Regions from separate parts of the Mus musculus genome. Here region 1 is linked to region 2. The links are chromatin contacts, called in public HiChIP or PLAC-seq maps. All regions are on one chromosome and are shown on one strand. Each heading gives the region's core, a stretch centred on a gene start, on an enhancer-like site or on the middle of the called end of the contact. The rest is flanking DNA. Distances are from core to core; before and after follow the strand shown. Region 1 overlaps Gm27008 (a long non-coding RNA gene). Region 2 holds the start of Kcna2 (potassium voltage-gated channel, shaker-related subfamily, member 2).

What was found. HiChIP or PLAC-seq counts read pairs in DNA pulled down with a chosen protein or histone mark.
Region 1: an H3K27ac HiChIP or PLAC-seq map of T-cell acute lymphoblastic leukemia shows a contact between it and region 2, with 3 times the contacts expected there. The contact joins the enhancer-like site here to the promoter of Kcna2 in region 2. A contact is called at or near these places in 18 of 39 promoter capture datasets (the 3T3-L1 cell line, 3T3-L1-derived adipocytes, the C10 cell line and 12 more), 2 of 15 datasets of contacts at CTCF or cohesin (CD8 T cells and large pre-B cells), 24 of 484 Hi-C or Micro-C datasets (the C10 cell line, CD4 T cells, CD8 T cells and 14 more), 18 of 115 datasets of contacts at active chromatin or transcription factors (CD8 T cells, T-cell acute lymphoblastic leukemia, VIP interneurons and 13 more) and 4 of 9 other capture datasets (adipose tissue, embryonic stem cells, liver and 1 more).

The regions. Positions count from the first base shown.
Region 1 is chr3:106,937,875-106,943,468 of GRCm38.p6, forward strand. Gm27008 (a long non-coding RNA gene) reads right to left here. Exons shown (of 6, transcript XR_867553.3): 3 at 2,863-3,223; 4 at 1,088-1,134. Among named protein-coding and RNA genes, the nearest start is that of Gm27008, 41 kb to the right of the region's middle. Within about 2 kb of position 2,422, at least 9 of the 459 cell types and tissues checked have an H3K27ac peak or open chromatin away from gene starts, as enhancers often do. A contact at or near this core is called in T-cell acute lymphoblastic leukemia, VIP interneurons and cortical neurons, where this site is marked.
Region 2 is chr3:107,098,425-107,104,223 of GRCm38.p6, forward strand. Kcna2 (potassium voltage-gated channel, shaker-related subfamily, member 2) reads left to right here and starts at 3,143. Exons shown (of 3, transcript NM_008417.5): 1 at 3,143-3,335; 2 at 4,760-5,087; 3 at 5,521-5,799. The coding sequence starts at 5,681.

The sequences.
Region 1 (5,594 bases), core at 1,172-3,671, 160 kb before region 2:
CACAATGATCATTTCCAGACATTCAGAAAAGTCCAAGCAGAAGCTACCAATCCCTGAGCTTCTCCAAGCTCAGGACTTAAAATTCTACTAATTCTCACCCTGGAAATCTCCACCCTAGAAAGCTCCATCCCCAAGATCCTCTATATAAGCACTGCCCTTTGTGCAGTTCCCTGAAGCTGCCTGCTCCCTCCCAGGAGCCACTCCTGGATTTGTCCCTCCAGACCCTGGACCCTACAATAAATCTCTTTTATGAGATGTGCTGCCTGGTATGACTCTCTCATCAGAAGAAGACAGAAAGCAATGAAGATAAAAAGGGAAGAATGGGAAAGGCAGAGCAAGGCTGAGACCCCTGAGCTCCTCAGCTCAGCTGGGGATACTGTCCCCTGGGAGCTACAACACCTCTGCTGAGGAGGCTTCCTCAGAGCTATATGGTTCTTGGGCTCCTGTGTCTCAGGATGCCCTTCCACTTGGATACCTACCCATCTCTGAGCTGTGTGATTCCTAGACTTCCAAGTCCTAGGACACCTTCCCATCTCAGCAGGAAAGTCAACAAATACAAAACAATCATATATCACATTACAACATTTAAATCAATGATAGGTCACATGTCAGTGCCCATATTATACTTAAACTAAAATATGCCTCTAGTGATGACATAATCATAGTGACATCACACTGTAATGTGATGCATTAGTCACCTGTTTATTTAAGGTGTTGCTGGATGTGTAATTTGTGTTACTGTGCCACCAGCCTCATATAATTATATAGTGTATACAATCCTTAACAATTATAATAAGTGACTGCTACTGAGTTGTATTTCTTCTACTGTATTTTTTTAGTCTTAGAGTATACTCCTATTAATAGAAAGAAAAGTGCTCATTCTTCACAGCTTCAGCATCTCTTTCTTGTATGTTTGACATAATCATGTGCTTGGTTCACTCTGGCCTCTAATTGAACAGGATCTACTGTTAATTTTGTCAGTAATGGTGAGTGATTGGCCTAGAAACAGAATTAGAAATGACTAGGGACCACAAAGCACAAAAATCAATGATGGTTATTTCTCTCTCATCAGGCATGTCCCACTTACCTGTGATCTTGAAGAATAATTGCTAGATGTCAGAAGCTGTGAAGTCACTGAAGGCAAGGAAACAAAAACAGTTTCAAGAAGAGCCCATATTGTATGTGGAATAACTTCTGGTGACCTGAGTTGAAGATCAGGCACTGAGCTACATCAGCACTGAGACCATCAATGACAATGGCAGAGTTTGCTTTCAATGTTGAGAGAAAGGGTGGGCCTGACGTCTGCAATCTGGAGGTTTAAGTAATTCTGGACTCATTATTTATTCTGTGAGTTGATGTGAAAACAGCTAAGAATTCTGGGACACTCTAGATAAGTTGCTTGTGAGAGTAGATTGCTTTCCCGAAGAAATCTGTAGCATGCATGAGACTTCTCAATTAAGGAGCAGATGCCTGAAGGGCTAGGTATGCAATGGGCTAACTGTCTAGGTATCTGTGATAGTCACTTACTTACAAAATTATGTAAGGGTATGCTTCTCAGAACCCCACTCCTGTCGCACAACAACTGACTATTGTCTATTGATCTGCTGTCTGACTTGTCATTATTAGTAAATTCCATGAAACCAAATGGTAGTAAAGGTTGAGGCATTCCTTTGGGACTGAAGATACCAGGCAGGAGTCACTAGGGGGTTCCTCCACAGGTCCATGATCTATCAGAGATAGATTTCTGTGGGAGGCTTCCTTCATTGAACTAGAGTAAAAGACAGTCAGACAGTAATAAAATTGGACCACATTCCATCCAGACTGTTTCTCCTTCCTGTCATCTCTGTCTCTTCTTGGGTTGAGACTCAGGATGTGGTTTGTGGTTTCTGGGAAGTCCTCCTGGACTAGGTGAGGAACATCACTTTCAGGCCTCCACTGTCTATCTACTCCAGGGGAAGAGCCTTCTTGTGCAGCTTGAGTCTGGCAGCTGGAAGAAGGCTGATCTGTCTATTGTAGTCTCATGTGGCTACCCTTCTGGGCTAGAGAATTTGCCTGGGATTCTCCAAAAACAGATCCTAAAATCCAAGATCCATCTCTCTGTCAAGAAAGTGTCACCTGACCTTCTTCAAATTTAAAAGAAAAGCTATCTTTCCCAGGACCATGGAAATAACTTATAATTTTGAAAACAAAAGTTATTTTCAATAGCATAACCTTTTCTTTGGACAATACTCATTAATTTCATGAGAATATTTCTAATATATAATATTGAAAATGGCATCTTACTCCATCAAGGATGTCACTGTATTTTATAAAAACAGCAGCAAAAGCGATTCTCATCCTTTTGGTGAGAAAGCAGCCATTAGGAACTGTGGCTCTGAAACCCAAGGCTTGTATAATTCCCCACTTACCAGCAAGTGGCACTATTGTCCACCATGTGCTCTGGAAATTGTGTCATGTATTTTTTTTACTTCTATGGCACTAATTTCTTCTGTTTACGGGATTTGTCATTGTCTTAGTAGTGGTTTGGTTTGGTTTCGTTTCTTCTTTACTTAGCAGAATATTCTCTGCTTTCTCCTTTTTATCTGTCTCTCATAGGTTGCCAAATCTTAATGAGTCTATCTCAAATGTGCATCTCAAATCCTCTCCCCTTTTAATTTTAGATCTCTAATGCATATTAAACACATATGTGTAAGAGACAAACAATGAAAGCATGTTTTGAAAAGTCTATAGAATAAACTCCATTCACAGTAATCTGCCCCACCCCTGGTCTTGTCCCTAAGAGGCAAAGATACTCCATAAGCCTGGAAATTAATAGAAACCTCAATTTGAAGAAGCATGAAGCACAGTTGCTCAGTGACTTACACGAAGGTTGAATCCAAGTTAATCCATCGAAGCTTGAAAACATCTTCAGCCAGAGTACCTTTAAGGCACTTAGGAAGATGAACTTCAGAATATCTGAATTAGCCTGTAGTTGGATGAAATCATCTAACACAGAGTCAGTCACTTTCACAACAAAGTGGTGAATATCTCATGTATATGCACAGGTGAATAATTTTTAGACATGGTGGTATGTTAAAACAGAAGTCAAAATATTCAAAAATACTGGTGTCATGTACTATGGTACATGGCTGAGTACCCATCCATCACCTATGATGGAGAATGATAGGGAGCTTCAACTCGTGGCTGCTGCCCAGCATCTCAAGAAATTGTCCTATCAGTGGACCTAGAAAAGATCAAAGTACAGTTTTTATTTAAATAAGTATCACTGTTACATGATGGAACCATTGCAAGTCAGAGATAGTGGCCTGGAATTAGAATTGTACCCTTCTAGAGCTGCACACTGCACAATACTCAAGTGTTATTCATATATATACATACATATGTATATATATATATATATATATGCACACACACACACACATATATATATACATATATATATGGTTTGAAAAAGGCTATCAGGAATGGGGAGCTAGCTGAGCAGGCAAAGCAGTTGCATTGTAAGCATGAAGACCAAAGTTCAGATCCCCAGAAATGACATAAGAAGTTTCTTGGACATGCTGGCCCCCATGCAATTCTAGCAGAGATGGGATCCTGGAACTATACAAGTAGCCCAATCAGGGAGTTCTGGGCTTAACTGAGGAAGACAACTAACATCAATTTTGAGACCTGACACCCATGCGTACCAAGTGCACCTGTATGCACACATGCACTAACATAACAGCAAATACACATATATGCACAAAGGCCCTTTGTTTGTTTGTTTGTTTGTTTGTTTGTTTGCTTGTTTGCTTGTTTGTTTGTGACAGGGCTTCTCTGTGTAGCCTTGACTGTTCTGGAACTTGCTCTGTAGACCAGGCAAGCCTCGAACTCAAAGGTCTCCTGCCTCTGCCTCCAGAGTCCTAGGATTAAAGACATGACCCACCATGCCTAGCACAAATGTGCATCTTATACACACACACATGTGAAAAACTTTATCAAATATTTCTTTGATAATTCAATTTTCATCTACTCCCTACGTCCCCCCCTTCCATAGTTTCTATTAACTGGTATTGGAATCTTCCACTGTAAGCATCCTTTTCTTATTCATATCTGTTCTGTTCTCAGTGAAATTTCTTTGCTTCTTTTAAACTTGTCAATTTTAGTTATATTATGGATTTGTATGAGCATGTATTAATTCATTTTATCCCTTTTTAAACATTTTATTCTCTGGGCAATGTTTTCTTTAAAAGAAGTTTAGAGTTCTTATAGTGTTCTTTCTCTCTAGTTTTTAAATTGTTGTGTTTTTAATTATTGTATGTGTATGGTAGATATGTGTGAGTTTGGATACACTCATAAGGAAGCCAGAGGACAATTTCCAGGAGTTGCTTCCCTTCTTCATTTATGAATTCCAGGGGTCAAACTCATAATGTCAGATTTTGCCAGCAAGAACTTTTACCCACTAAGCCATGTTGTTATCCCTTACTCTTTTCTGTTGTAAACATTTCTAGAATATGTAGAAAGCTTTAAAGTTTAAAGCTTCGTTGCTTTGAACCTATTTTTTAGGAATGAGACAATAAAGAATCAAGGTGAAGTCCCCAGTGATTAGGTGGGGCTTGATGACTTCTGCAGTCCAACTTATTTAAGTCCAACTTAAGAGTTACTAAATTTTATGTGCATGAGCATGTGCATTTTTTCCTCTACAAGAAGGTCATTGAAACTCCCAGAGATGCTCTAACTTCTTCTGTTGGGGTTAAGAATACAAGCAAATGTACTGGAGACACGGAAAGGGTATACAGTGCTTCCTAACTCTTCTTCCATAATCTAACCTTCACTTCTAACCAGGTGTGACTGTATCCTCCCCAAAGTCAAGAACCCTCGGTGACTACCTACACAAGCAGAACTGGATCCTTCCCACTTTGGTTTAAACTATCTTTTCCTGTCTTGTTTACCTCACTATTCATAAACTATCTCACAATAAGAATGGACTGAAAAGTTATCATACACCAGGATCATACTAAGTCTTCATGAATACAAGGATGAAAAAAAAAGTGTCTTCATACTAGAAACCTCAGTCCTCCATTAAATCTTGTAGAATGAATTGATACATGAATGACAACTATTCCCTCTACATGACATAAGTTTCCCATATCCATGCCTGCCTGCTAAAATTCTACTCATTTATAGTCAACCTCAAGCTACAAATATCTTTGAACTCCATGATGAAATTAGTCATCTCCATCTCCCCCACTCTCTTAGTCACCTTCTTTATGCTGGTATTTAAGTACTGAATCTAGATTACTTTGAATATGCTAATGGGCATGCTGTGTAGGTCTTCTTCACCTGATGGACCATGATAATATCCCATGATCTATATTTTAAAAAAAACTGGCATAAAGCAGGAACCCAGTAAAAATGTGCTGAAAGTAAGTTTTCCTGTTACAGAATTCAGGGGAGAAATGTTCAGTAGGTTATATAAGCAAGACTGAATTGCTTTATTCTTTTTCTTGACATTCAAACATTTATTAACCTACTTCAGACAAGGCCATGTGCCATATGCTGCAGCTACAAAGATGAAGAAGGAACAGGCATGTCCTGAAATGGCTCAAAGTCTA
Region 2 (5,799 bases), core at 1,893-4,392:
GCACCTGCAAAACCAACAACACACTCAACATAATAAACATAACCATTGCCCCGCCCCCAAAGAAATCCCCTGGCAATCCATCTCCCATGCCCTCCCAGGACTTCCAGCCATGCAGCTGCTGACTGGCTTCCTGTCTTTGAAGATTACGGTGCTTTGAATCTTCCAGCATGGTAGATAAATGTAGCTGCATGGTGACTCTGACACTCGGTGTGATTACTCAATAATTGCCTACATAAACTCTTCTTTTAATGAGTATAATTACTTGCCACTCCTAACAGTGGTCACCACAACGTTTCCCTAAAGTCAAGGCCTGGGTCCCATGCAGGAAACCAGACAAACGGGAAAGGAAAGGTCTGGGTGGGCCTGGGGTGTTTCACCAAGGAAAAGGAACACAGGTCGCTCTGGGTTTTCTTTTGGAACCAAAACTAAGAACTGCAGACCCAAAAGAGGAACTATCAAATCAAAGCCTTTCTGGCTTAACTTACCGGTGGAACTAGTTAGCTCTCCACTCCCTTAGGTTAGCCCGTCCCACAGTGAGGGGGCTTTGCTTTCCTTTTTGACAGATCAGGAGATTAAAGCTCAAGGATTTGGGAGTTCAGGTTCTCACAGCTAACAATTGTCTATGCTGGGAACTGGATCCATGTTCTCTTTCCTACTATTCTGTTCCCAGCCCTGATACTATCAAATGTGTCCAGAGAGTGACCGTTCAGGACAAGAGCTGTTGCCATAGCCTTTTCTTCTTCTTTGCCTTCATTAGTTATTTTTTTCCATTGTCATTCACACTTAGGTCAGACTTTAAAGGAAAGAGGGAAAGTGGATGTCATATGAGAAGACAAAAGAAAAGTGGAGCCCAGAGGAAAATCCCAAAGAGAAGTGAAATTCAAAGATACTTGTCATTAACACACACACACACAGGCACACGGACTTATACACACACACACACACACACACTCACACAGCCATACACACTCACAGGGGCATACAGACACTCACAAATACATGAGAACATACACACACCCACAAGGGGACACGCATGCACATGGGCACACATATGCACATGGACACACACTCACAAAGATACATATACTCACACAGGCACACATACACTCACAGGGACATACACACACTCACAAACACACAAGAACATATAGACATACACATAGGCGCACACACACACTCACATGGGCACACACATATAGGGGGGAATCCGGATCCCAGGACCCCTGGAGTCACAGGTATCTGATTCAAGACCTAGAGCCACCACGTCTTGTCCTTGTGCAGGTCACTTCTTTCCCTCTGCCTCTGTGGCCCATCCAATGACTAGTACTGACAGGCAAGTCACAAGACTATGAGGACTGAAGGTTGGGCTGGGTCACAGGAGCTCAGCACAGCATCTGACACATGGTAAGCACAAGCCACCAATTACGATGATTACTAATTCTCCCACAAGGGTTTCCTGCTCTCCATACCTTTTGTTCTATAAATAAGACAATGAAACTATAGGCATACTCTTTAGTGGACATAAGCATGACAAATGGGAGAAACAGAGACCCTCAGGGGAACCATCCAGAAGGAGTACATAGCTGAGCACTGTAGGTTGTTTCTGCTGAATAGCTGAGACTACGGTAGAAAGCAGGATGAATAAGAAACACAGCCCAGTGGTTAGGTACAAAGAGAAACACAAACGGAAGCCTAAGAGATCTGAGAGCAGACAGGGCACCAGAAACCATTGTTTTTTAGGTGATTGTTAGAGATAAACTCTTCATGCACAGTTTACCACTGACAGGTTGCTTCTTCTGCAGCAAATTTACTTATCCAATAACTTGACAGAAATTGAAGTTTGAATTTGGCAAGTGAAACACCCAGGCTAGACTCTGGATCCTGCATTGACAACCGATCTTCATAGCCAATCTTCCAGGAGCCAGAAGCCAAACGAGTCTGGTCTTACAAGACATTGATTTCCCTCTAAGCCCACCAAAGCCTTCTAGCTTTGTAGCTCTAGGTAGGGTCCAATCTTTCACCCACCTTATAGGCTCCCACTGGGAAATGGCCGAATCTCTTAGAACCTTCCCTTGCAGGGAAGCAGGCTTTCAGAGTTTCTGATACTTGCATAAAGAGAACTGTCTTAGCAGAAAGGGCCAGGGAAGAGTCTTTCACACACCAGAGCCCCTCTGAACATCAGAGCTCAGAAGTTCATTTCAATGAGTCCCTCTGTGGAGTATCCGTGTAGGCGGTTCTGACAGGGGGCCTGCAGAACTGTACTAGTGAAGGCTTGGAGCTTTTGCAAGGTTTGCAAGCCAATCTGGACCCCCTAAAACACTCCTATCCCCAACCTAAGCCAAGAACTTCCTATACAAATTATTTCCGAGGCAAAGGGCATATCCTGCTCTACCATGCACCCCCACGGTGAGATCGTGGGCCAGCTGGTGGTGTTAAGATCTGTGAAAGGGCTTTTGTAAGGAGCCTGCTCTCCCAAGGGCAACTGTGTGTCCCTCCGCCCTCTCTGTCCAGAGCCCTGGGGAAAGGAAGTCAGAAAGGCTAGAAGCCAGTCCTGCAGTTCTGTTGTTCTGCAGTTCCCCCCAACCCCCACCCCGTGGGGGGCAAAGACAGCAGTGAGTTTCTGCTACACTGAGGCCAGGCCCTCACCTGCTGTATTGTCCTGGGAAACCGAGTCTGTGCTGGGTAAGAGAGAGGTGGGGCTCAGGAGTACTGAAGGAAACGGGGATGCAGAAGCAGAAGGCAGGAGTGGGGGGACTGGGGTCTGCAGATTCTGTCTGGCAGCATCTTAATAATAGCAACACATCTCCCTCGGGGCTGGCTCGCGCTCGGGCCTGGGATGGTATTGATCAGTTCATCCTGCCTACTTCATTATGTTGGCAAGAACCTCTCAAGCGCTCCTCAACTTCTACCCTCTCCCCTGTCTCCCGACCCAGGCAGTACCCAGCTGAGCTCTGCGCGGAGTTTTGTTTGGTAAGCTAGGTTTTGTCAAAGAATGGGGTGTTTTCTTTGCGGTGGGGGTCCGGGACACAGGGATCTAACCCAGTGGCCAGCTTGGCGGCGGCGGCGAGCGACACACCTCGCTAGCTCTGCCCCAGCCGGCCCCTTTAATTCGAGTTCGCTGCGGGGCCAGGTGCGGCGCTGCGTGGCGCGGTGCGGCGCGGTGCGGCTGCGGGCGGCGGCCGGGCGCTCCGTACGCGCCGCCCGCGGGACTGCAGAGTCGGCTCCCGGCTGGCCGCCCGCACCCCGCCGCCACCACCGCCACCGCCCGCTGTCCGGGTTCTGCCTGTGCTGGCTGCCACCCAGGAACATGGAGGCTCTGGTACCCATCTGCAAGGGTAAATCAGTGTCCGGCATTCTGCTGCGCATGCTGCCATCCCTGACCGGCTGCAGCGCCCATAGGGGCTGCAGGGTACCACGGTAGTCTGGGTGGGCGAGGTGGTGCCGACCCTTGATGTCGGCCTGAAGGGCTGTGGATCCGCACCGGCTGCGTGGGACTTAAGGGGGAGACTTGTTCCTGCAGAAGAGTGCATGGAATGGGCTCGGGGACCCTGTGGTCTGTGCGTGACATAGGGCGGAGGGCGCAGATTGGAGCTGGCGGGTGATGGGAAGTGCAGCTGACTGCATAGCCACCGCTGGTAAATAGTGGGTGGGTAGGACCCGAGTCACTTGGGTCCTCCTGGTTGCATTTGCCTCTCGGCAACGGAGTAAAATGGGCTTCTCTGCAGTCTCTTGTTTTTTCCACTTGGCCGGGGTGGTGGGCTGCCGTGAAGCTCTCCAGCCTAAAAGGAAGCTAGATCTGGAGCAGCTGCCTGGCGACGCCTGCTCTGCACCCTCAGAGTTCGGGCTCCTGTGTTTCAGGTGGAGATGGAGTCTTGGTGGTCCCTCGGCTGGACCTCGCAGGCACCAGCTAGGCTGCCCTCCGGCCCGCAGCGGGAGCCCACCGCACTGCGCAGGAAGGGGTTAAGGTGGCACACTCTAGCGGTCCGGCGGCTGTGGGCTCCGGTCAGCCCAGCGGATTCCGGCGGGAGCGCGCCCGGCGGAATCCCGGCTGGAACCCCGGGCGATGGGAGAGGGCCCAGACCCCTCCCCGGCTCTGGGGCCAGCGGGATTGGGTCGGCGGGGGGCCAGCCCGGAAGCCAGCTTTCTCTAGGCTCCCCCTCTATGTGAAGCCAATCCGCCCCGCAGTCAGGCAGCTTGAGCGTTTGTTCTGTGCTTCCCTGCCGAGATGTGAGGGATTTTCTCTTGGGAAGAAATCGGTGGTCGAGTGCTTGCCCAGCTCAAATGCCACCCAACCCAGAGCAAGGCCTGAGGCCCAGGGATCCTGGAGGGAGAGTAAGTTCAAGCGACCCCTTCTATTAGGCATTCTACAGAGGCAATCTTGCTGCTTGTGGGACCTCTCTAGCTGGGAAGGAGTGTGTGTTGTGGAGGAAGGATTGCTTCTTTACCAGGACATGGCTAAGGTCAGAGAGGAAAACCCTCCCTCTTGGGAGATATGTCTTCTGACACCAAGAAAGCTGGGTCGCTTCTGTTGGCAACTGAGGTCTAGGGAGAAAGTGCTTCAAGCTGATGGGAAGGGAAAGCTTATGGTTATCCAGGAGAGGTTAGGAAAAGGCTCCTGTGGTGGATCTCATTCACAAGTGTCATGGAAAGTAGATGTGGGGGCTTGTCACTTGCCCTGAGGGGATCTGCCAGAGCCCTTAAAAGTCTTGGTCTCAGCTGCCTGGAAGCCTTGGTCCCACCTTGCTGCTGTGTTTTCCAGGCAACGTCACACCTCCGGAGGACAGCCAGGAGGACTCAGGCTTTTGCTGAGCTGTGCATCTTGCCTCCTTCCTTCCAAAGGCTTCAGACCCAAGCTCCACTCTCCTCCTCAAGTCGTGGTGCGCGCCCCTGGCCAAGCATCTCACTGTCCCTCGAGCCCCATCCAGTCCTAGAGCACACCTCCAGGACCTGCCCTCCTGCTCAGAATGACTCACCATTATTTCCAGCTCAAGTGAGAAGATGTGACGGGGACTGAGCTGCCTATTTGTGTATCTGTGCCATCAGATCTGCTCTTCGAAGAAGAGTACCTCAGGCTCCTGCCTGGCCAGGTAAATCAAACAATCACTTAGTAGCAGTCATATAGAGGCAATGGGGGTGGCATCAGTGACCAAGGCCCAGGTCCCAAACACCCTACCATGAATACCTCCTTTGGTGCAGGTATTGCCAAAACATTAGCACAGTGCCTGGCAGAGGGCTCCCTTCTCCACTCCTCCTGTGCAGCTATGTCCCCAGCATGTGTGTGGTACCCAAGATCCTGTCTCAGCCGCCTGCCCCTAGCGCAGGCCATTCTATAGCTTCCTTGAAAGATTGTTTGTTCCCTGAACCCTACTGACCCCTAGACAAGTGACAAGGTGATAATAGTTTTAGTGGCAGAAGTGATGGTACAGTCATGTTTCTGAACTCTTGGGGACATCAAGTGCACCTCCTGTCAGGTTGCCAATGACTGGTGATCTCATGTCCTTACCTGCCTCTGTCTTTCAGCCGAGTGGGGCTGTGTCTCCAACTCACAAAGGGCTCTGGGGCTTTCCTGCAGAAGCTCAGACTTATGCTTCTGTGTTTCCTGGGGCCGTTATCAGCACCGAGTTCCCTGCTGCAGGCAGCTGGAAGGCATTAAAGTAAAGCACACTTCTCAGCCCCAATTATGACAGTGGCTACCGGAGACCCAGTGGACGAGGCTGCTGCCCTCCCTGGGCACCCACAAGACACCTATGACCCAGAGGCAGACCATGAATGCTGTGAGAGAGTGGTCATCAACATCTC